Regions from separate parts of the Sus scrofa genome. Here regions 2, 3 and 4 are each linked to region 1. The links are chromatin contacts, called in public HiChIP or PLAC-seq maps. All regions are on one chromosome and are shown on one strand. The core of a region is the stretch at or near the end of the contact, and the rest is flanking DNA. Distances in the headings are between cores, read along the strand shown. Region 1 holds the start of APTX (aprataxin). Region 2 holds the start of TOPORS (E3 ubiquitin-protein ligase Topors). Region 3 holds the start of NDUFB6 (NADH:ubiquinone oxidoreductase subunit B6). Region 4 holds the start of NFX1 (transcriptional repressor NF-X1).

Region 1 (5,992 bases), core at 1,644-4,143:
CAGCGGAAACGAATCTGACTAGTATCCATGAGAATGAGGGTTCGATCCCTCACGTTGCTCTGTGGGTTGGGGATCTGGGGTTGCCATGAGGTGTGGTGTAGGTCACAGAAGCAGCTTGGATTCCGAGTTGCTGTGGGCGTGGTGTAGGCAGCAGCTGTAGCTCCAAACTGACCCCTAGCAGGGGAATTTCCATAGCTCCAAATTGACCCCTAGCCGGGAATTTCCATACGCTGAATATTCGGTCCGAAAAAGAAAAAAAAAAAAAAAAAAAAAAAGTCAGTTAATATGCTCATTCAGGCAGTGTGTAGCAAATGAAAAGAGCAGTGGCTAGAATCACAAGCCTTGGAAACCCCCAACACTTTAGGCAAAGAAAAAGACTATCCACTGGAAAGGGGAGGGAAAGAAAAAGGAGTTCCCATCATGGCGCAGTGGTTAACGTATCCAATTAAGAACCATGAGGTTGCGGGTTTGATCCCTGGCCTTGCTCAGTGGGTTAAGGATCCAGTGTTGCCGTGAGCTGTGGTGTAGGTCGCAAACTTGGCTTGGATCTGGTGTTGCTGTTGCTGTGGCTCTGGCGTAGGCCGGCATCTACAGCTCTGATTAGATCCTTAGCCTGGGAACCTTCATATGCCAGAGGAACAGGCCCTAGAAAAGGCGAAAAGACCAAAAAAAAAAAAGAAAAAAAAAGGACTATTCACGGGAGAAATGACTGGTTAGAAAAGCACATGAGAATCAGCTAGAACGTAAGCTCTTTAAGAGAAAGCACTCTAACTTGTTCATCTCTGTACTGCAATAAAGCGTACAGAAATGCTGAATAAAGGAGCTGGTATATCGCCGTAAAAAGCAATCAGGAGAGGAGTTCCCGTCGTGGCGTAGTGGTTAAGGAATCCGACTAGGAACCATGAGGTTGCGGGTTCGGTCCCTGCCCTTGCTCAGTGGGTTAAGGACCCGGTGTCGCCATGAGCTGTGGTGTAGGTTGCAGACGCGGCTCGGATCCCGCGTTGCTATGGCTCTGGCGTAGGCTGGTGGCTACAGCTCCGATTCAACCCCTGGCCTGGGAACTTCCATATGCCGCGGGAGCGGCCCAAGAAATAGCAACAACAACAACAACAAAGAAAAAAAAGCAATCAGGAGAAATATTAACAAGTTTCAAAAGCAACAAAGGGATCCAGTAATCAACTGAAAAACATCTATCTGCCTAGGTAATCCACCCCAGGGAAAATATCAGGGGAAGGATAGGTCTGAAAGCTACACTGCAGGAAACCAAGGTAAGGAGTTGGAAACAGAATTTAGAATACTCCTTCAAAAGTTTGGATAAAAAGGGGGAAAGAGTTACTGGATGAGAGCTAAAAGAAAATGGATCACTTCTTTCTTTCTGGCTGGGATTGAGGGGGAAAGGATCTGAGAAACCTGACCTTGTTTATACACCACTGGGACATAGATATGGGCAGAAAAGGTCTCACAAGTATAAAAGAAAGGTCAGAAGCAAAGATAAAGAAATCTGCTTTGATCAGGACACAGCTCATCCTATGACACTTAAGGAAAGGTAAACGTAAGTATAAATCTAGATTACTTTGTGTGAAGGGAAAGGAGGGGCAGAAATTTGAGGAGCACGTGTAATAACCTCAATTTTCTCCCTAACATAGTAAATAGTTACAGAGTAAGGTGTATGGGAGCTTAATAAGCTGAAGAAAACTGATATAAAACAGTGGATAACATCCAAGCCTCCGAAGTCCAACTGCTAGAGTTCAAATCTTGCCTCCTCCACCTTACTCACCATGTGACTTGAGGTCAGTTATCTACGCTGTCTTTACTTCTTCAGCTGTAAAATGATATTAATTATTGCTCTACACCATGGCATTGTCACAAGGGCTAAATTAAGATGTAAAAAGTTCAGCATCTGGCAAAAAACACGGATTCAACACTAGTATCACTCTTGTTAACAGTGGAGGTAGGATGAAAGCGGAGCTAAGGAAATGACCATCCACAGCACTGACTGCAACTAAGGTGAAAGGGCACAAATCTGTTTCGTCTCCCCATAGGAAGAAGCCTGTCTCAAACGTTCTAGTGATATCCAATATAAACCAAAAGGCCCCAAATCTGGACCACATTTAATTCCATATGGAAATTATATCCTTGTTTTCTTCTTTCTTTTGTCTTTTTGGCTTATTCTAGGGCCGCTCCCGCGCATATGGAGGTTCCCAGGGTAGAGGTCCAATTGGAGCTGTAGCCATCGGCCTACGCCAGAACCACAGCAACACCAGATCCAAGCAGCGTCTGCGACCTACACCACAGCTCATGGCAACGCCGGGTCCTTAACCCACTGAGCAAGATCAGGGATCGACCCGCGACCTCATGGTTCCTAGTCGGATTCGTTAACCACTGCGCCATAACATGAACTCCTACATCCTTGTTTTCTTGAACCACAGTCACTCACTAGTCTGTGAGAAAAGGCTTGCATCTTCTGACCTTCCTATAAGGCCTGTCGAGGGCGCTGTGAAGGGCCCTCAAGTTCCTTTCAGGGAGCGTTTCTGGGGAAAACATCCGTCCTGACAGGCTGAGCCGCCTCCTTGGGTTGGACAGTGCCCACTCTCTAATCTTTCCTCTGCTTGTGTTCCGACTGACACAAGTGATGGGCACAAGAGAAAGAACGCTGTGTGACGAAACCAACGTGAAAGCCGCCAAAACACAGCAGGAGAGAAATGGGACACCCAAAGCCCTAGAATGAAGCAACACCTGCCGACAGAAGCCGTGAGAACGTCACTCAGGGGCAGTAGGGGACCAACCTGAGGCCCACATCCACGGCTTTCAATCCGGCCAGCAGGGTAGCGGAGGAGGTAGGCCAACAACTGCCTTACCTCGAGACAGCAGAGGGGATAAGCTCACGTTACTCCTCCATGACGCACAACTTCCGGCGCTGAGGAATGACGTCGCGAGACAGGCTGGAGTGCAACCAGTGACGTTACCATCGTCTGTCCCAAGATTGGCTGAGAGGGTCTCGCCCGATGCCCGGTTAGGGAAGTGCCCGCCCCACTTCATTGCTTAGTGGGCCGCTGTCCGAATTTGGACGCTCCTGGCAGTTATCCCACTGAAAACGGGCTCTCTCCGCATCTTTCTACCCGAGAGCCGCACTTCTGTCACCACCTCTTGGTTTCTGAATTGGCAGAGACCAGGCAGCTGTCCTCTCGGTGGCCGTGTCTAGGCAGCTGTGCAGCCTCTTGGCATTCTTTTCGTAAGGAAAAGCCCGCGACTTTTCCGCTATACAAATTACCTGCGTTATTCTCTCACCCCCTTTCAAAGCTACAGTCTGCTTTCTCCTTTCCTGGAAGAGATAGGACTGGAGGGGCTAGAGGCGGGGAAACCTGCAAAGATTTTTTTTTTTAATATTAAAGATTTTTTTTTTAATGCTCTTTTCACTAAATGAATTGGCTGAGGGGCAGAGGAGAAAATCAGGATCTTTGGAATGAAATATTTTCCGATTTTTATCGCAATTCCAGGATGTTCCCAGAGTCTTATATTACAATTATTCAAAGGCATTCTGGCAAATGAAAAAAATCCCTATCTCGTTCGGAATGTTGCTTCCTTACCTAGGAAAGCGGACGCTCAAAGGTATGATGGAGATATCGAAGCTATCAAGATATAGCAGGAGGATCTTCCAGGAAACACAGAAGAGAGACTTGCCCTTGTTAGCAAAGAAGATGCAGGTTTTTATTAGGGCCACCCCGGAAAGTGGGGAGCACAGGAAGCATCTAAGTGGCCACACAGGCCTCATGGCTGTGGAATGTGGTTCACAATGCTCGAGGTTAAAGAGAGCCTACTCTGGTGACGTGACCAGTTTTTGGGGCTCCCTCAGAATTAAGCTTCTTTTAGCCTCTGCTTCTACCTGACCTGCCTTTGTGTGTCACAGTCACAACTGAATTGGATTAATTCACCATATATTGTGCAGAATTGGGTAGAGATTTGTTGCCCAGCCTATTAGCTCTAGCCCTTTGTCCATAGCAAATTACTGGTCCAAGAAGAAGGATCACAGGGCATAATGCATGGCTTAAGGGCATGGTGGACACTTAAAATTTTCAAGGACTCCAGAACTAAAGATTTATCACAAACATAAATATAGAAATTAATAGAGAGTAAGTCTGTGGTATTATCTAGTGCAGTAGTTCTCAAAGTATTATCCTTATGACAGTAGCAGTGGCCTCTAAATGCTTGGGAAGCTGTTAGAAATGCAGATTCTCAGTTCTCACCTCAGGCTGATTCAGAAACTCGGGGGGGGGCGGGTCCAGCAATCTGTTTACCAAAGCCCACCAGGATATCCTAATACATGGTTAAATTTGAGATTCACTGGTAGGAGGTAAAGGCTTCAAACCATATGCTGTGATAAGTGTGTTTTGTTGATTTGCTCAGGGCTTTGGTGTTTTGTTTTGTTTTTCTTTTTCCCAAGTTAAATTTTTCTCAATTTTCAACTGTGACAAAACATGCATAACATAAAACTTAGCAGCTTAACCATTTTTAAGTATAAAGTTCAATTTGTTAAGTATATTCACATTAGGAGTTCCCATTGTGTTGCAGTGAATTAAGGATCCAGCATTGCCACATCTGTGGTGTAGATCACGGCTCTGGCTCAGATTCGATCTCTGGCCCAGTAACTTCCATGTGCAGCAGGTGCGGCTGAAAAAGAAAGAGAAAAAAGCATATTCACATTGTAATGAAATCTACCTCCAGAACCTTTTAAACTCGCAAAACCGAAACTCAACTCATTTCCTCTTCCCCCAGCCCCTGGCAGCCACCATTCTACTTTCAGTTTCCATAAGTTTGACCACTCCAGGTATCTCATGTAACTGAAATCATACAGTAATTGTTTTTTTTGTGACTGGCTTATTTCATTCAGCATAATGTCAAGGTTCATTTACTTGTAAAGTGTCAAAACTTCTCTCTTTTTCAGGGCTCAAAAACATTCTGCTGCATGTATACACCACATTTTATCCTTCTGCTTCCAACTTTTGGCTACTAGGAATAATGCTATGAACATGGTTGTACAAATATCTCTTTGAGAGCTTGCCTCCAGTTCTTTTGGATCTATACCCCAAAGTGAGATTGCTGGTTCATAAGGTAATTCTGTTTCTAATATTTCAAGGAACAACCCATAGCAGCTGCATCATTTCCACCACCAATAGTACATAAGAGTTTTGATTTCTCCATATCCTTGACAACACTTGTTAATTTTCTGATTTGGAGTTTATTTTTAAATAGTAGTCATCCTAATGGGTGTGAATAATATCTCATTGTAGCTTTTTTTTTTTTTGGTCTTTTTAGGGCTGCACCCATAGCATATGGAGGTTCCTAGGCTAGGGGTCTAATCAGAGCTGTTGCTGCCGCCCTACCCCAGAGCCATAGCAATGCCAGGTCCGAGCCGTGTCTGTGACCTACATCACAGCTCACAGCAACGCTGGATCCTTAACCCACTGAGTGAGGGCGGGGATCAAACCCATAACCTCATGGTTCCTAGTCAGATTTGTTTCTGCTGTGCCAAGATGGGACCTCCTCATTGTAGCTTTGATTTGCATTTCTCTAATGATTAGTGATGCTGAGCATATTTCCATGTTTATTGACCCTGTGTCTATCTTTGGAGAAATGTCTATTCAAGTCCTTTGCCCATTTTTTTTCTTTTTACAGCCACACCTGTGTCACATGGAAGTTCCTAGGGCTAGGGGTCAAATTGGAGCTGCAGCTGTAGAACTATACCATAGCCATGGCAACACCAGATCTGAGCTGCATCTGCAACCTATGCCACAGCTTGCAGTAATGACAGATCCTTAGCCCACTGAGCAAGGTCAGGTATCAAACCCACATCCTCATGGATACTATGCTAGGTTCTTAACCCTCTGGGCCACAACAGGAACTCCTGCCCATTTTAAAAATCAGGTTATTTTGTTGTTATTGCATTGCAGAAGTTCTTTTTATCTTCTGGGTATTAACCCCCTATCAGATATAC
Region 2 (5,992 bases), core at 2,153-4,652, 400 kb before region 1:
TGTCTTTTGTCTTTTCAGGGCTGCACCTGCAGCACATGGAGGTTCCCAGTCTGGGGTCTAATTGGAACTACAGCTGCCAGCCTACGCCACAGCCACAGCCACGCCAGATCTGAGCCACATGTGCGACTTACACCACAGCTCACCACAACACCAGATCCTTAACCCTCTGAGTGAGGCCAGGGATCAAACACGCAACCTCATGGTTCCTAGTCAGATTTGTTTCCACTGCGCCACAACGGGAACTCTGATGTACAGCTGTACAGTAAGAACTTAATACTGTTTTTCTATGTTATGTGAAAATAAAGTTAATCTTGGTCGTTTCCATCACCCATGATGGATTATAAATGCCCAGAAAGATGACAGTCTATAACAACTAAATGATCTTCATATTAATATCAGTGTTGCATTTAACACATCTAAGCAAAGTAGCTAAAATGGGTTCACCAAGTGGATGAACTAGATATACACCCCGAAGTATTAAAAGTAATCTGGGCCTTATCTTTTTTGACAGTAAAGAAATCACTGTACCTTTCTGAACTGTAATTTCATCACCAATCCCAAAGAAATCAAACAGAAGTTATAGAATCTACTGACCATAACACAAAATTTAATTTCATTTCCAGCAATTAAAAAGAACTACTTGGAAACCATTCCCCTCTAAAGCCACTCATTCCAGATAAGATTGCTTTGAGTGACTGTGCAAGTCATTGACTAAAAACAAGCAAAAAACCCCAAACTCTCACCGGCTATTAAATCTTCGATAGCTTTGTTGTTATTCATCTAAAAAAAATCTCGAAAATTACCTACCAAAAATTCTATCCATTTTTGCACTCAAATCACTATTTGTTTTTTCTCAGTACTGCCCCCTTCCAGTCTACCAATCAGCAGCCCGTGAGAAAAGCTGCACTGACTTGATGAAGAAGTCACAGGCTCAAGGGATGTAACAGTACACAGACAACTCCAACAGCCACAGCGACAGTCCCTTCCTTAGGGTGAGCACCGCGTGCATTACATAATCACAACGAACTAAAATATTGTTATTCCCATTTTACAGACATACTCAGAGAGGTTAGGCAACCCATCCAAGGTCACATCTCTGACAGAGGTGACGCCACGATTCAGACTCGACTGTTTTGTGTTTTGTGTCAGGTTTTTCCCTTACGACCAAGCTCCATCTAGTACACCGCCGCGCTCGCGCTCTCGGGAGCGCTGCTAAGAAACGCAGCCCTTCCCCGCCCACCCGAACCGCGTGGATCCACAGGTGTGCCGCAGGAGCCGTTGTCCCAGACCCCGGCCCGCCGGGTCGCGACGGCCCCTCAGGCCCGACCGCAGCTCCCGCGCCCCTGGGCCTCGATGCGAGCGGGAGCTTGGGCTCGCCCAGCCCTTCCGACCTCCGCGCCCCATTGTTCCCGATCTCACTCACCTCGGAGGATGCCGGTGCAGGCCCGGCTGGGGCGCTCGTGGCAAGCTCCCGGCGGCCCAGAAAGCTGGGTCGGTGACGGCAGGACCCACGAAGGCGAACCCGGCGACTTCTCCGCCGGCCCTCAAGAGCCGGAGCGGGCGGGGGCGCTTCACCCTCCTCGCGAGACAGCGGAGACCCCGGCGGCTGCTGCGACCCCTGTGACGTAAAGCGATCATCACCAATGGCAGCTTGGGGGCGGTGGCAGAAGGCAAAACCCACTTGGCAGGCCCAGCGCGTCAAAACACAGCACCCGCCAACGTAACGCATGCGCGGTGGAAGACGCCAGCAGCGAGGGCGGGGCCTAGCGCGCGCAGCCCGGACCCGGCCCTTCCCCCACCGTCCACCGCCCTCCGCCCCAGGAATGGGAGCGGCGAGAGCACCCCCCAGACAGAAATCGCTACCACAGCTTCACTCCTGTTACTATCAATCTCTCGGGGGGTGGCGGCAGGGGGGTTAATGTTCGCTTCTACCTTACCCGGAAGACACGGTAACTAGTTCGATCTCCTTTCAAACCTCACCAAACTCTGAGAAGTTACTGAAACTCTCTGCTGTACAGATAAAGGAACGGAGTTACACGGAGCTGAAGTGACTTTCGGTTGCAGTTACCAACCAACACCGGGATTCGAATGGAATCCCAAGTCCGAGGTTTACAGTCTTCAGAGACAGAGATCTATTCCAGTCTGGGGATAAACAGGGATTTTACCTATGACCACAGAGCCTTGAAATCGTCCCCAGATGACGTTTTCCTCCTTCCGCACTCCCCGAAAGCTGGATGAAAACTCTGTGCAGTTCATAACTGAGATACTTAGAGACAAGACATCTAGAGCCTAAAGCGGCCCGTTGCCTCATTCTACCGTTAGGCCTCAAATGTGCGCGTCCCAAACATTCTAGAGCTGAACTTACTACAACGGCCCGAGTACAGAACTCCGTCCTTTGGCTTAATATTTATCTGATCTTGCTACCGTTCTGAGCACAAATGTTCAACCAACACTTGTTGATTGGCAGGTACATTAGGCTAGGTAGTCCGTGCCAGGTGATTTCTTTTTATAAGTATCACTGGCATCAACAAGCCATCGCGTTCTCAAAGACTTTTTAAAGAAGCTCAATTAACAAGGACTCCCATAACGATGCGTTAGTTAACATAAAAGCGGGCGGCATTCTAGCTTACTTCAAAGATAAATATACACGAACGACTACCTATGTTGTGGGAACAAGTCCCGGAGGAAACATTAATTCTTCCACCGCTGGACGCCGGTGTAATATTTAAAACGTGGATTTTTTTTTCAAGTAAACTTTTAAATGCACACGACAGTACCTTATCCTGCATTAATACTGCACAGCAAGTGAAGGAAGATCGGCTGACGAGTCAAGCCTATCCCTCTCAGCGGCAAAAACAAAAAACCCACTTTTGAAGTAAATAATTCCTCGTTTCTCTCACCTCCTCCCTCAAAGGCGGGCTAGGCCGCCGTCACGTGACCCGCCCCCAGCTCCGGGCGGAAGAGGCCGGCCGCTCGATGGGAAACGCGCGCGGAGGCGACGGGGCGGGCGCTCGCGCCCGGCTGCAAGATGGCCGCCGCCGCCGCCGCCGCCCGGCAGCCACCGCCCCGGAGGATACTACAAGGCCTGTAGCTTCCGCCCGTGCCCGTGGACCGCCGCCGCCTCCTTACCATGAAGCCAGTGAGTCGCCGCACCCTAGACCGGATTTATTCAGCGGTAGGCCCCGGGCCTGGCGGGGCCCCAAGGGCTCGACTCCTCCGGCCCGCGGGTGGAAGGCCCCGTATTTCTTCAGCGCCCAAAAACTCCAAAATCCATTCCTGAATTAAGCTTTTCACTCCCTCACCTCGACTCCGCCTCTTCCTGGAGGACACGCTCTTCCGCTTCTTACGTCAGGGCGGCTTGGTGTACTCGCCTCCGGAACCCCATTTATTCGTTTGTTATTAAAATTTGCACCTTGGCAACGTGCAGGGCTGTCTGATGGGGGCGGGGAGGAAATGCCACTCACGTGTTTTTGCTTTTACTCCTTTTCTTGCATTTTTCAGTTGCTCCTCGCGGTCGTACTACTCTCATGGGGATATGTCATCTATGCATCAACTGTAGCTGCGCGGCGACAGCTAAAGAAGGAACACCCAGACAAAATGTTCGGGACGAATGAACATTTGTAACGCCTCTGAATTTAATTCTATGTATATACAGTTCTTTACCTCATGCTTATCGGACTCGTCTTGATTCACAATAAAATCCTTAATACAAGTTTCCACTTTCATTTTGGTGTAGTCTTTTGTAATAACCGTTAATGTATTAATTTATCAAATATTTAGGGGTTTGTCTTTTATCATCTCATATAACAAAGAACCTGGATCTGACAGCCTTTCAAGCTAGTTTCTAAAACACTTTTGAAATGCCTCAAAAAGCCTTCTTTAAAACAATCTGTAGTTCCCATTGTGGCTCAGCGGTAACAAACCAGGCTAGTAGCCATAAGGATGCCGGTTCAATCCCTGGCCTCACTCCTTGGGTTAAGGATCTGGAGTTGCATGTGCTGTGTGGTGTAGGTGGTGGACGCAATTCAGATCTGGCATGGCCATGGCTGTAGCAATTAGACCCCTAGTCTGGGAATTTACATGTGTGTGTGGGGGGGGGCGGCCCTAAAAGGCAAAAAGAAAAAATTGAAAGTGTGTAAAATTTCTTATATTTATTGCATGATTTCATTATGTTGCATACCTTCACATAAGACTAGATTACATACTGTAAGAAAAAAACTATCATGTGACTAAATTTCCTACATCCTCTTTCCAAATCAAGAATGGCCAAAAAAGTGACTTGCTCAAATCATTTAACATGCCCAGTTTTTATTTATTAAATAATTCAAAGAGTCTCAAATTGTATAATGTTTGGGAAGAAAAAGACACATATCTGAGAGTAAACTTTATTAAAGTTACTTTTCCAGAAAATATATTCAGTAAGTGTGGTAATATAGCTCATATGCCTTTGAAATTTTAAAGTTATCTTCAGTGATGTTGATCAGGAAATTCTTTCATTAGTGGGATTACTTCTCCAGTTTCCAGGATTGTATCACCCTAGAAAAACAAAGATGCATTAGTGAAAAATCTTGTCTTCAGAGGTGATAGTTCCACCATGTGGATAGACCTTGTGGAAAATCTAGTTCAGCTCTGTCATTCACACTTTAAAAGGGACAAAAGCAAAATAGATGCTGTCTGAAGATAAGCAACCAGTATTCAAAGTCTTAAGGTGTAAGTGAAAGAAGAGGGGAAGTTTCACTCAAGCAAAATGACCAGAAAGAACAAGAAAGTTGACTTTACAAAGTGATAAAGAGATAATCTTTATTTTGCTTAGCCCCAAGAAATAGGAGAATCCCTTGAAAGAAGTTGCAGGGAAACATCTTCACTTCAATAATAAGGAGGTAATGTGTTCCCAGAAACTGAATGTGTTAGGCCATCACCAGTTTACTGTTTGGCTCAGGTGTTGCAGAATGCACACTTTCCCTGGGCAGCTTACAATCACCCCAACAAGAGACACCTCGGTAATGCAGGTGGGTTGTTAAGTGGATTTTAAAAAGAGGTGCCAAAAGAAGAATCATTTATTTTTTTTATTTTTTTTTATTTTTTATTTTTTATTTTTATTTTTTTTGTTGTTGTTGTTGCTATTTCTTGGGCCGCTCCCGCGGCATATGGAGGTTCCCAGTCTAGGGGTTGAATCGGAGCTGTAGCCACCGGCCTACGCCAGAGCCACAGCAACTCGGGATCCGAGCCGCGTCTGCAACCTACACCACAGCTCACGGCAACGCCGGATCGTTAACCCACTGAGCAAGGGCAGGGACCGAACCCGCAACCTCATGGTTCCTAGTCGGATTCGTTAACCACTGCGCCACGACGGGAACTCCAGAAGAATCATTTTATTTTCCAAAGACAGTAGCTGCACCTTTGTGCTTTGTTTTTGTTCTCTTCCATCACTTTTTTGTCGTCTTAGCTGGTTCAGGTGTCTTTCCAAACATAGATATAGTGTGTTTGGCAGAATGGGCACAGACTTTAAAGCCAGAGCCAAGTAGTGAGAATCCTGGAACCCTCCACTGACAAATTGTATAATTTAAGCAGAGTACTTAGGTTGAATTTCAGCTCTGTTAAGACAGCAGATTCTGTCAGCTTGATAGTCCATGACTTGACTGAGGAGAACTGTTCCCAACCTGGTACTGCTCAGGATTGTAAATTTGTATTATGTTTAAGCCAAAATACATTTTGGGGAAAACTTGTTACCACGGCTAGCATTACCCTAACACAGAAATTAGTAACAAAGTGGTACTAATGCTGTGTAATAAAAACTGAGCCATATGGCACTGGCTTAGCAGCCTGGCAGCAAAAACACTGGCATTGGAAGCTGAAAGATGGAAATAAAACGTGCTATTAACTTAGAAGCAGACTGTCTAATGAACTTGAGACCTCAGGAGAACTAGCTGAAAAAAAGTTACACTATGTGTGTAACTACCATGGCTGCCTTAGGAATGTACTTTAAGAAACA
Region 3 (5,992 bases), core at 1,950-4,449, 380 kb before region 1:
AATGCACTCCTTCCTCACCCTGCCTGGGATCTAACCCCCTACACCAGGGTATCCCTAGCCTTTAAAATATGGCAACAGGGGAGTTCCCGTCATGGCGCAGTGGTTAACAAATCCAACTAGGAACCATGAGGTTGCGGGTTCGATCCCTGCCCTTGCTCAGTGGGTTAACGATCCGGCGTTGCTGTGAGCTGTGGTGTAGGTTGCAGACACGGCTCGGATCCCGCGTTGCTGTGGCTCTGGCGTAGGCCGGTGGCTACAGCTCCGATTCAACCCCTAGCCTGGGAACCTCCATATGCCGCGGGAGCGGCCCAAGAAATAGCAACAATAACAACAACAACAACAACAAAAAGACAAAAAAGACAAAAAAAAAAAAAAAAATATGGCAACAGGGCATCTCAGTTCAATCACCACATGCAAGATCTTTCAGGGAAAAAAATTCAAGCCTCTAGATGTGCTAGATTCTAAAGAAAGTTAAGTTGTGAAAAAACACAGAGCAAAGGGAAAGGGAATAGTAAGATGACAAAGACAACTTTTAACTATTTTGAATTTTATCTTAGATCTGTGTTCAAAAAAAAAAGGAACAGAAATTCTTTTCTCCCTTCCAACTCAGGACTCCAAGTTTACACTCACATTATCAGGTCAACTACATTTCTGATCACATAATGTTGTTTCTATGAGGAAACACAACTCAAGTTGTAAGCAACTAATATAAAGATTAAATTTTTGAAAAACCATACATTACTTAAGTTTCCTTAAACCTTTTACCTAAAAGGATTCAACTTCAAAATCAGTTATACATGGCAGATTATTTCCATTAAGTAGAGCAGAGTAAGGCATACTCGCATAGAAAATAATTTTGCACAATATTAAAAACAAATTCTGAAAAACATACACTTAAAGCATACTTACAGTTACATGATATTTAAGATAATAATGAATAATCCATACAGGGATAAGCACATGAGTAACAGCAAAGATGCTGTGTCGGTATGTCTTATAGATCTGGGGGAAAAAGCATACAAGAAATAGATACCTTATTTTTTCACATTTGCGGCAGGAAAAAAAAAGCATCAATGCTATAACAACGTCATGCTCATTGTAAAATCCCTAAATGTTACATATTTCCTTAAAGTCTGCAGCTAATTTCATGCATTCGAATATTTTTATTAAACACAGTGCCTACTAGGTGACACCTCCAGAGTTCAGAGCAAAGGAGGCTTAAGCAGTATTTTGCAGAGATATAGTAATGTATTTATAGATATACGTTTTTTAAAAGACTTCTAAAAATATCCCTATTATAAGTTTAAGACAAAACATGGCATAAATAATGAAAAAATAATTTTAATAGATTTAACCAGAATAATCAGCATACAGAGTTTTCATTTCCCTAATTTATCAATTTCAAATACATAATCAACATCACTTGTACCATCTAAGATGTAAGGCAGATAATTATGAGTACACTAATGCTGGAAAAAGGATGTCTTACATACTGGGATGGGGTGTTCCATGCTCAGTGAGCTGCCTTCAGACATACTGTTTTTAAAAAGAGGAGTTCCTGTCCTGGCTCAGTGGTTAACAAATCTGACTAGCATCTGTGAGGACGCAGGTTCGATCCCTGGCCTTGCTGGGTGGGTTAAGGATCCTGTGTTGCCGTAAGCTGTGGTGGAGGTCGCTGACGCGGCTAGGATCTGGCACTGCTGTGGCTGTGGCATACGTAGGCTGGCGGATACAGCTCCGATTTGACCCCTAGCCTGGGAAACTCCATATGCTGCAGGTGCGGCCCCGAAAAGACCAAAAAAAAAAAAAAAAAAAAAAAGGGAAAGGCAAAAGTCATTTAAAACTGGAACTTTTCCAGGGCAGCCAATTTGAAAGAATAGGACCTATCCTTTCAGGGAAAGGACAATCTAAATTTTAAGTGTTATAATAGATATGATTATGGAAAAGGTTAACATGAAGTAAGTCAGATTTCAACAAATTATTATTTACTTCCTTAAATCGCTTGCTTGATGGGTGGTATGTCAACTTTCAACCAGTGGTTGCCAAATCAGTTAGTAAAATGTCAGAAATCCAAAGGGAGAAAAGAGGAGAGTTGACTTAGAGTTTAATTTTACCACCGTAAATAAGTATCTAATACCACTTGCTCAGAAAAATGTGCACCAGACTTCGTAGCTCAGTAAGAAAGTAGATACACATGGATTTCAATGTGAACTCGAATTCCTCACCCTGAGACCATGGCTACATCACTGAATTTTTGTAGGCCTCAGTTTCCACACTTAAAATTAAGATTAGGACCAATTTCTACCTTACAGGAGTCCAAAATAAAATTAAGTAACACATGTAAAACCCTTGAAAAATGTCAGGCATAAAGTAAGAACCCAATAGGACCCATTCTTATAAGATGATTACATGGAGCTGTACTACCAGTTAGAAGCACACTGTCTTCTAGGTTCGGTGTAATGGCAGTTAGTTTCTATAATCTCAACCTCAAAGATCAGACAAATGTCCTCAAATACCGAAATCACTGAATTTTAACTCTAGTGAATCCTTGGCTACCATTCTGAGGGAAGATTCCCACAGTCAAAAGAGATGCAAGGCTGCACCATCCTGTAAAACCCAGGCAAAGATTCACCTCCTACTCATCACACCTGACAGTTAAATGGTATGACAATCCCAAAGCCAAACGTGCTCCGGACTCCTGACCCCCAGGCCAAGACTCTAGGAACCAGACAGCGTTCCCACTACACCCAAGTCTCGGCAGAACCTAATTCCCCCTTGGGAAACTACCAGTACTTTCGGGGAAAGGGAGAATCAGTCCCTACCTAATGTTGCTACAGAGAGCAGGCGTCACAGCAGCCAGGCTGGGGACCGCGACGGGGCGGGGGTGGGAGAGGGCCATCACTCACCACGTTCTTCCAGGGGGCTCCATCCTGCAAAAACTTATTCCAGAATTGCTCCATAGGCCACACCCGCCGCGGGGGCAGCACCGGTTCCCGGGGGCTCAGCTCCTGATCCTTCAGCCATCGCCTTCTCAGCTCTCGCAGCTGCTGCAGTCGCAGTTTCTCGTCGGGCGTATATCCCGACATGTCGCCGCCGGTACCAAGGAAGCAAGACACGGCGCGCCCCTGAACGAGGGTCCTGTCACATACGCGCGCTTCCCCTTCTGCAAAGCGACCTTGCGAGGACACCTGGGAGCGGCGCGCCGTTACGACGTCACTGGGGTCCTGCCCTCGAGCGGCTCCAATCTGCGCGTAGTGACTAGGCATGCGCAAACTCCTGCAGACCCCCGCACCGCTTTACGCGCCCAGATTTCCAGAGAGAGGCGGTTACTGGCAGACAGTTAGCTACCGGATGAGGAGGGAAGTAATGAAAAACAGGAAGTATCAGAGGTCAGTGTACTAAACGCTCTGACCAGGAAGAACTGGTGTATTGGGAGCTGGAAGTATGTGAATATGTGACTCAATGAGTGACTTCTACATGCAAAATTCATTTGCCTCTCCCACCTTGGAATTCGTCCTCTTCCCGTAACCTAGAGTATGTGGGGGACCCTTTACATCCATGTTCTGGTAAAGAGTCCTTGAGCAGCTGTCTCGTCTGTTCCTTCATCAGTACTGCAGAAGTAGAAAGTCGCTTACTATCCAGCAGAATTAGACACGTTCACCCTTCGTACCAGCAATCCCACTTCTAGACCTCTAGTCTAAAGATACAGCGGTAAAAATATGAAAAGAATGTGCACAAACTGCAGCACTCTTTATAATAAAATCCTGTAAATTACCGCTCAATTTCTCAGTAAAGGGCTGGCTGAATAAGTTGTGGTACAATAACTAAATGAAATGCTTTGTATAAAACTGGAGAGAGCTACTGAGTACATAAGTTGTTAAGAGAAAAAAGCTAAACGGAGAGAAGTATGTATAGTATGCTACCTTTTATCCAAAAAGGGGAGGGTGGTAGTGATACTAAATGTATATATATACATATGTTTGTTCAAGTTTTTAAAATAATGGAAAGGAAAATTACTTTTTTTTTTAATGTTACCTATAGGAAGAGGAAGGGGGTAGGCTAGAAACAAGAAGGATAGAAGCTAAACGTCTCCAAATTGGTTTTTAAAAAGCACCCTCTAAAAATCAAAAGTAAAAATAGATGGATCTGACTGCTTGGCGGCATAATTTCAAAAACACACACCACTTCAGGTAACTTTATTTTTGCGTTTTAGGACTGTACCTGAGATATATGGAAGTTCTCAGTCTTAGGGGTTGAATCAGAGCTGCAGCCACCAACCTACACCACAGCCACAGCAACACCAAATCTGAGCTGAGTCTTCGACCTACGCCACCACTCACTGCAAACGCCAGATCCTTAACCCACTGAGCAGGGCCAGGGATGGAACGAACCTGCCTCCTGATGGATACTAACCAGTTTCGTTACAACTGAGCCACAATGGGGACTCCCACTTCAGGTAACTTTAAATCATCACATTATTGTACATCCATAGAGAGGTATACTTCAAAGACAAAAAGAACTGCAAGAAAGAAAGAAAGGAAAGAAAGAGAAAGAAAAAGAAAGAAAAGAGAAAGAAAGAAGTCAAACTGTTTTAAGTAACCATATCCTTGATAGTGATGGTGGTGATGGTATTGTTAACCTGCAACTGAAAATAAACGTTTAGGCCGGGATTTGTGTTATGAGAGAAAGGAGATACAAAGATAAATTGTATGAGTTTAAGTTAAAACTCTGTAGTCCTAAATTTGGACAGAGTCAGTATTAACTAATGATGTATTTCATCTTTAAATATATATAATTTTTGTCTTAGTGCTCCCCATTGAAATGGCTAAAAACAATGGCCAACCCAGTAACCTTGAACATCTTTAGTTCCTAGATTGTGATCTTTAAATACCATTTTCCATTAAAAGGAACCAAGTATTCCTTGGAGTGGCAGTTCTCAAACATTTTGCTCCCCAAATCTATTTTTTTTTTTTTTTGGTCTTTTGTTTTTTTAGGGCTGCACCTGTGGCATATGGAGGTTCCCAGTCCAGGGGTCTAATGGGAGCTGCAGCTGCCGGCCAACACCAGAGCCACGGCAACCTCAGATCCGAGGCACTTCTGTGACCTACACCACAGCTCATGGCACCGCTGAGTGAGGCCAAGGATCGAACCTGAAACCTCATGGTTCCTAGTCAGATTCGTTTCTGATGTACCATGATGGGAATTCCCCCGAATCTCTTAAAATTCCTAAAGTTGTTGATGCCCCAAAGAACTTTTGTTTATGTGGGTTATATCTATTGATGTTCACTGAATTAGAAATTAAAACATTTTAGGAGATCCCACTGTGGCTCTGAAAGTTAAGAACACAACTAGTATCCATGAAGATACAGGTTTGATCCCTGGCCTTGCTCAATAGGTTAAGGACCTGGAGTTGTGGAGAGCTGTGGTGCAGGCTAAAGATGTGGCCCAGATCTGGTGTTGCTATGGTTGTGGCATAAGCTGTCAGCTGCAGCTCTGATCCAACATCTAGCCTGAAGGTGCAGCGCTAAAAAGAAAAAAAAATTAAAACATTTAAAAATAACAAAATATCCACTAACAAAAATTACTTAGAAGAGTGCCATTGTTTTACATCTTTGTAAATCTCTTTAATGTCTGGTTTAATAAGTGACAGAATTCTTATAGTGGCTTCTGCATAATCATAATATCACACATCATGTAACCTTTGGGAAACTCCATATATATTTGCAAGAGAGTGAGAGTTAAAAAGGGCAAACACCATGTCAGTAGTATTATAAAAATAGTTTTGACCTCATAAACCCCATGAAAGGATCATAGGGACTACAGGGGTTCCCCTATCACACTTTTGAGAACCATGCCTTGGAGAAATAACTAATTTCAGGGTCCAGTTAGGAAATGCTAAATAAGCTTGGAACATCCTGTCTTAGCAGAAAGCAAGGAAGTTTTTTAAAGACTATTATGTTTATGTCAAAAGGATTCAGGAGACAACCTGAAT
Region 4 (5,992 bases), core at 1,413-3,912, 270 kb after region 1:
TATTCCCTTTCTTGTGTCCCCTCTGACTTCAAACCTGTGCTATCTGAACACTAATCAACCAGAGTCAGATGACCAAAACTGCTGTTGTCAGTAACATTATTAATGTACTAAAATTGCTATTATTAGATAGCATCATTAACATACAAACTCAGGACAAGATGAGTTCCCCAGCCATGAACCACCTGGTCAAAGACTTTTAAACCAGAGACAGCCTAACTCCTGAAACTACGATTAAGAAACCACACGAGGAGTTCCCATCGTGGCTCAGTGGTTAACGAATCCGACCAGGAACCATGAGGTTGTGGGTTCGATCCCTGGCCTTGCTCAGTGGGTTAAGGTTCTGGAGTGGCTGTGGTATAGGCTGGCAGCTATAGCTCCAATTAGACCCCTAGCCTGGGAACCTCCCTATGCCAATGCCACGGGTGCAGTCCTAGAAAAGACAGAAAAAAAAAAAAAAAGACAGAAAGAAATACCACATGGAGGTCCTGCTACGGCACAGTGGGTTAAGAATCCAACTGCAGTGGCTTGGGTTGATGCAGAGGTGCAAGTTAGATCACCAGCCCGGTGCAGTGGGTTAAAGTATCCAACATCGGTCACGCTGTAGCTCGGATTCAATCCTAGCCTGGGAGCTTCTTTATGCCTCAGGTATGGCCATAAAAAAAAAAAAAAAAAAAAAAAAAAAAAAAAGCCACAGAAATGTAACAAGACGATTTTTAAGCCCAGCCTCTTCCATCTTCTGCTTAAAAAGACAAAAAACAAAACAAAAAACCAAAAAATCCTGACTCAAAGACCAAGTTGGAGTGGATCAGAGGCTTGTCTCTCATTCCCTTGTTTGGCACTCTGCAATAAGAATTGATTGTACTTTTCTTCACCACAACCTGGCATCCATAGATTGGCTTTTCTTTGCATCTTTGCATCAGACAAGCAGCAGACTGTGTTCAGTTAGGTAACAATATCACTTCCTTCAAACTTTTTTAAAAATTTTATTTTATTTATTTTTTGGCTGCGCCTTTGGCATGAGGAATTCCTGGACCAGGGATCAAACTCGCGCCATAGTTGTAAGCTGTGGCAATAGGAGCTTCCTGCTTAGAACCTTTTACTAACTTCTTTTTTTTTTTTTTTTAAGTTAGTTTATTTTATTTTATTTTTATTATTATTTTTTTTTGTCTTTTTTGTTGTTGTTGTTGCTATTTCTTGGGCCGCTCCCTCGGCATATGGAGGTTCCCAGGCTAGGGGTTGAATCGGAGCTGTAGCCACCGGCCTACGCCAGAGCCACAGCAACGCGGGATCCGAGCCGCGTCTGCAACCTACACCACAGCTAACGGCAACGCCGGATCGTTAACCCACTGAGCAAGGGCAGGGACCGAACCCACAACCTCATGGTTCCTAGTCGGATTCGTTAACCACTGCGCCACGACGGGAACTCCCTTTTACTAACTTCTTAATGCTCTTGGAATAAGATCTATTATCACATCCTGCAGGTGATGCACGTGATCTTCTTTACCTACTTCTCCAATTTCATACTGTGCCAAGCTCCTGACTCACTGTTCACCAGCAAATATTTCCATAACTTGAACTTAAGCTATTTCCTTCTTCCTTAACATTTGCACATACTATTATCTCTAACTCTTCACGTAGCTTACCCATCTCATCTGTCCAATTCAAAGAAAGCTGGCCACATTTTCTGGAGCAGATCCTATAAAGTCTATATCACTGTTTATTTCTTTCACAATGCAAATTATTCATTTGTAAATATAAATTACTCAGTTTTAACTTTTCCCCCCTAGACAGTTCACTTCATGAGGGCAGGAAGCATATTTCTTTTTCACCATTAACCTCCTCCAGCACTTAAAAAGACAAAATATGCATTATAACGGAAGTTAATGAAGACTTGTGTTTTTGGGGAAACCTGCACCACTGAATTACTTTACAAATGCAGATGCTTCACACTTAAATCTTGTGTTCTTCTTGGTAATGCAACAGCAAAACACACAAACAAAAGAACTCCACACATTCACCTAACAGTTTGTACTTTAAAAATTATCAGTGTCTCCAAACCTTTCCCCTAACGTTCAGTGTCAATCTATATTTGTCACCGTGCCCGCTCAAGCCCTTTGTCATATCTAATAAACGACCTTTCGTTTTCTAAACTGATTTGTAAGAGCCGATATGTGTATCATCTTTTTATCGTCTTTTTGCAGATTATTTTTTCCCAGGCTGCTTTTTAAAATTTTATCATTTAACCAATATTTTATTAGTCTAGCGACCTTCTATCCTGAGTTCATGGAATTTAAATTTACAACACTTAAAGAACAAAAACTAGTTATCCCACTTTCATAATAATTCCTGTAGAATTAATTTTTCCCTCAATTTGTTACACAACTTTCAGAGCAAGTTAGATTCCAGGCTGCCTTTCCACTACTTGTTTTTATTTTAACCCTAAGTCAGAATTACTCTAGTAAGGCGGTGATGTCTGAGCTGACTCCGGAAAACCAGGTGAAGCCGGTTGGGTGGCGGAATAAAAGCGCACGGTAGCAGGAGAGCACAGCGAATCTCAAAAGGAAAACGATAGATTACGCAAGCCCCAGCACGCCTACCCTCCCGGGACCTAGTCACCCACAGCCACTAGTTTCTTCCTTCAGCCTTACGCCTGGTGCGTCTATCTGACGTCATGACGCACCACACAGTCTCCACAGGCCGCGCAAGCTCTGTGGCCGTCCACCGGGCGCGCGGATGCGAATATTCTCCCGGCGCCGGAAGTCCAGGGCACGTGACCGGGTGACAGCGCTTGCTGGGCTGCAGGGCTCGCCTCAGGTGTTGCGGCACGGGATGGCGGAGGCGCCTCCTGTCTCAGGTACTGTCCTGGCCCTCACGGGACTGGGCCCTTCGCGAGTAGCGGAAATTGGGTCAGTGACGAGTCCTAAGGCACTGGCCATTCGTATCGCGAGAGTGGCGCGTCCTAGGGTTGGGATAGTGGCTCGGAAGGGCCAAGCCACGCGCGTCTTGCATACAGATCTCTTAACCATCTTCCACCGTGTGGAGAAGCTCGGCAGCTGGTTTTCCTCAGAGAGCGGGGTTGTCCCAGGGCGTTGATGTGGGTATCCCGCTCTCTTCAGGGCTCATCTCGGCCTTCCTGGGGCAGCGGCCGCACGGATATCCGACAGGCGGGCGTCAGTCGGGTCACCGCCCTTGACGGTGGCGGGCTCTTGACGCGAGGCAGGTTTGCGCGCTGTACTTCAGGAGTACTCGTGTGTCCTGGGGCAGCACTGCGAGCGCGAGCGAAAGACCTGTGGTTTCCATTCTCACCCTGCCGCAGCTCACAGTGTGACTGGGTGTTTTCCTCATCTTTGAGTTAGGAGTAAATAAATCAACTGTTGCGAAGGTTCCCGCCGATACTGTAACCTGTTACTTCCTCTACTGGAATTGTCTCTGTGTGTGCAGGCAGCCGAATTTGTTATTAATATAACGGCTGTTAATGTAACACCCATTTCCACTTCCTTCAAGGTACGTTAGATCTTTGTTTTCCAAACTCTTTGGACAGTGACCGAAAAGGAGCGTTTTCCATCTTGACCTCAGTGCACACAGAACTAAATATGAAAGCGAACCGAAAGTTTCAGGAAGCAATAGTTTTCCTTACTATCTCTAATGCACTCTAATACATATTTCGTTTGAAAAAAATACTTGTCACAATCCACTATGTGATTTGATTTCCTGACCCACTGTTTCTGAGAAAGGGGGCAGCAATTTGCAACACGAGGTTTGTGAACAGTCATTAATTTAAGACTTAGTTCTGCTACCTACCAGCTGTTGGGGCACCAAAAAGAGTATATATGTATTTGTGTACTTGGTGGCAGGTAAAATGTATTTATTACTATGGGTCTTGGTCAAAAAAGTTGGATAACACACTGCATCTATGTACCCCTGTCCTGATACAGGTATTAAGTCATCTTGGAGGGGGTTCCTTTTTAGGCTGGTGTTTTGTTATTCTCCCACCCATTTTTTTCCTAGATCCTCTAAATTGGATTCATTAGTCTTCCTAACCTTAGACTCACTTCTGGCCCATTTCTACATCCTTCAGTGTTTGAAGCAGAATTGAGTGGGGCTAGTAGTGAGTCATAGTTTTGATATTTGGTGTTGTGTTCTAGGTTACAACCTCTGCCCCCATCTACTGAGGCAAAGTCCACTAGTCCAAAGACCTCCCCACTCTGTCTCCTGTGCCTTAGTTTGCTTTTGCCATGGTTCCAATTCCATATTATTTCAGCATCATCTCTAGCCCACACGTCCATCCCACTTAAGGTTTAGTTCTCTTACCTTTTGCAAGAGAACAGCAGCCCAGTCCAGGGGATATCTTTCTGCCCAGGGGCAGACTCTCCAGCACCAGCTTTGCCTCCGGACTCTCTAATCTACAGTTGTATTTCCCCTTACTCTGTTCCACCCACCTATTGGTCACCTACCATGGTGTTATGGATCTCGGGTACCTCTTGGCACTATGGCCAAGCCTTGGGGATGAGACATCCTATTTGTTGTGTAACTTCCAGCTACTTAAAGTATTGAAAAAATAAAGGTGTCTTTGATCTCTGTGTCCACTTTCCTTGTATGCCCTTTTCCCCTTCTTCATGTCCCTTAAGGGTCTTTCTGAGGGCTTTGCCTACTACCCCATGCCTGGTGGAACATACACTGTGTGTGAATAGATGGCTGCCCTGTGTAGATTCTCTAGCTGCATCAACTCCTTGCTGCTTAACATGAGAATGCCCTCTTCTCATCCTTTACCAGGCTATTCTGGACAACTTTACTGATGTTTTCTCTGCCCCTCTTACCACCGTCTTCAAGTAGGGCAGGACTACGCAACACCCACTTCGTCTAAGCTTTCCCATTCTCCCTTTAAGTTATCTCTTATGTTTCTGGCACACCTTCTGAATTCGTCTGATCCTCTTGCCATTTTGTCAGGTCCTCCACATCATCCCCAGAATTCTGAAAGTTTTCAAGACAAATCATGGATTGAATGAGAGGTTACCCTGTGACCTTTATGGTCTCGCCTTTGTGAAAGTTTTCAAGACAAATCATGGATTGAATGAGAGGTTACCCTGTGACCTTTATGGTCTCGATCAGTTCTTAAATACACGTTTCTATGGTACCTGCTACCCAACCTCTGGCAATGGACCGTGGTGTAAGAGTGTCATCTCCAGGGCCATATAGCCTGGGGTGGAATCCTGAATCTACTTTGGAATACTCCTGTGGCCTTGGTCAAGCTGCTTACCCTCTCCTGGTCTCATTTTTCTCATGAGGAATGTAGGGGTTAAATGACGTGTGCACAGTGCTTAGAATCATGCCTGGCACGTGTTAAGTACCTAATTAATGTTAGGGTTTTTTTTTTTTTTTTTTGTCTTTTGTCTTTTGTCTTTTTTGTTGTTGTTGTTATTACTGCTATTTCTTGGGCCGCTCCCGCGGCATATGGAGGTTCCCAGGCTAGGGGTTGAATCGGAGCTGTAGCCACCGGCCTATGCCAGAGCCACAGCAACGCAGGATCCGAGCCGCCTCTGCAACCTACACCACAGCTCACGGCAACGCCGGATCGTTAACCCACTGAGCAAGGGCAGGGACCGAACCCGCAACCTCATGGTTCCTAGTCGGATTCGTTAACCACTGCGCCATGACGGGAACTCCAGGGTTTATTATTAAATCTAAAACCCGCAGGCTGTGCAGCACACCCATTTGTGGCCAGGTCTGTGTTTTGGATAGTCTATAGTCCTAACAGCAGTAACAAAGCACTGTTTTAACCCCTTTATACATGTTACTAGGCTTGCTTTAATCTTCATAGCAACCCTTTGGTGTAGGTACTCTTACTATCTTCATTACTAGGATTAGGTAACTTGCATGAAGACACAGTAAATGATGGGCAGGGATTTAAACCCGTCTTCCAGGCCCTATTGATTCATAGAATATTCTGTGTGCTACATAGTTCTGACTTTGCTACAAACTGGTTTCTTAGCCT

The links. HiChIP or PLAC-seq counts read pairs in DNA pulled down with a chosen protein or histone mark.
Region 2: a contact with region 1 is called in an H3K27ac HiChIP or PLAC-seq map of skeletal muscle. The contact joins the promoter of TOPORS here to the promoter of APTX in region 1. A contact is called at or near these places in 2 of 2 datasets of contacts at active chromatin or transcription factors (alveolar macrophages and skeletal muscle).
Region 3: an H3K27ac HiChIP or PLAC-seq map of alveolar macrophages shows a contact between it and region 1. The contact joins the promoter of NDUFB6 here to the promoter of APTX in region 1. A contact is called at or near these places in 1 of 5 promoter capture datasets (fetal liver) and 2 of 2 datasets of contacts at active chromatin or transcription factors (alveolar macrophages and skeletal muscle).
Region 4: a contact with region 1 is called in an H3K27ac HiChIP or PLAC-seq map of skeletal muscle. The contact joins the promoter of NFX1 here to the promoter of APTX in region 1. A contact is called at or near these places in 1 of 5 promoter capture datasets (fetal liver) and 2 of 2 datasets of contacts at active chromatin or transcription factors (alveolar macrophages and skeletal muscle).

The regions. Positions count from the first base shown.
Region 1 is chr10:33,466,990-33,472,981 of Sscrofa11.1, reverse strand. APTX (aprataxin) reads right to left here and starts at 2,893. Exons shown (of 9, transcript NM_213734.1): 1 at 2,875-2,893; 2 at 2,859-2,872. The coding sequence starts at 2,893.
Region 2 is chr10:33,863,377-33,869,368 of Sscrofa11.1, reverse strand. TOPORS (E3 ubiquitin-protein ligase Topors) reads right to left here and starts at 3,402. Exons shown (of 3, transcript XM_013980194.2): 1 at 3,130-3,402; 2 at 1,424-1,618. The coding sequence starts at 3,132. NDUFB6 (NADH:ubiquinone oxidoreductase subunit B6) reads right to left here. Exons shown (of 4, transcript NM_001044554.2): 4 at 4,377-4,536. The coding sequence ends at 4,468.
Region 3 is chr10:33,846,550-33,852,541 of Sscrofa11.1, reverse strand. NDUFB6 (NADH:ubiquinone oxidoreductase subunit B6) reads right to left here and starts at 3,199. Exons shown (of 4, transcript NM_001044554.2): 1 at 2,907-3,199; 2 at 910-1,002. The coding sequence starts at 3,086.
Region 4 is chr10:33,197,489-33,203,480 of Sscrofa11.1, reverse strand. It overlaps NFX1 (transcriptional repressor NF-X1), which reads left to right and starts at 2,662. Exons shown (of 25, transcript XM_021064702.1): 1 at 2,662-2,854. The coding sequence starts at 2,734.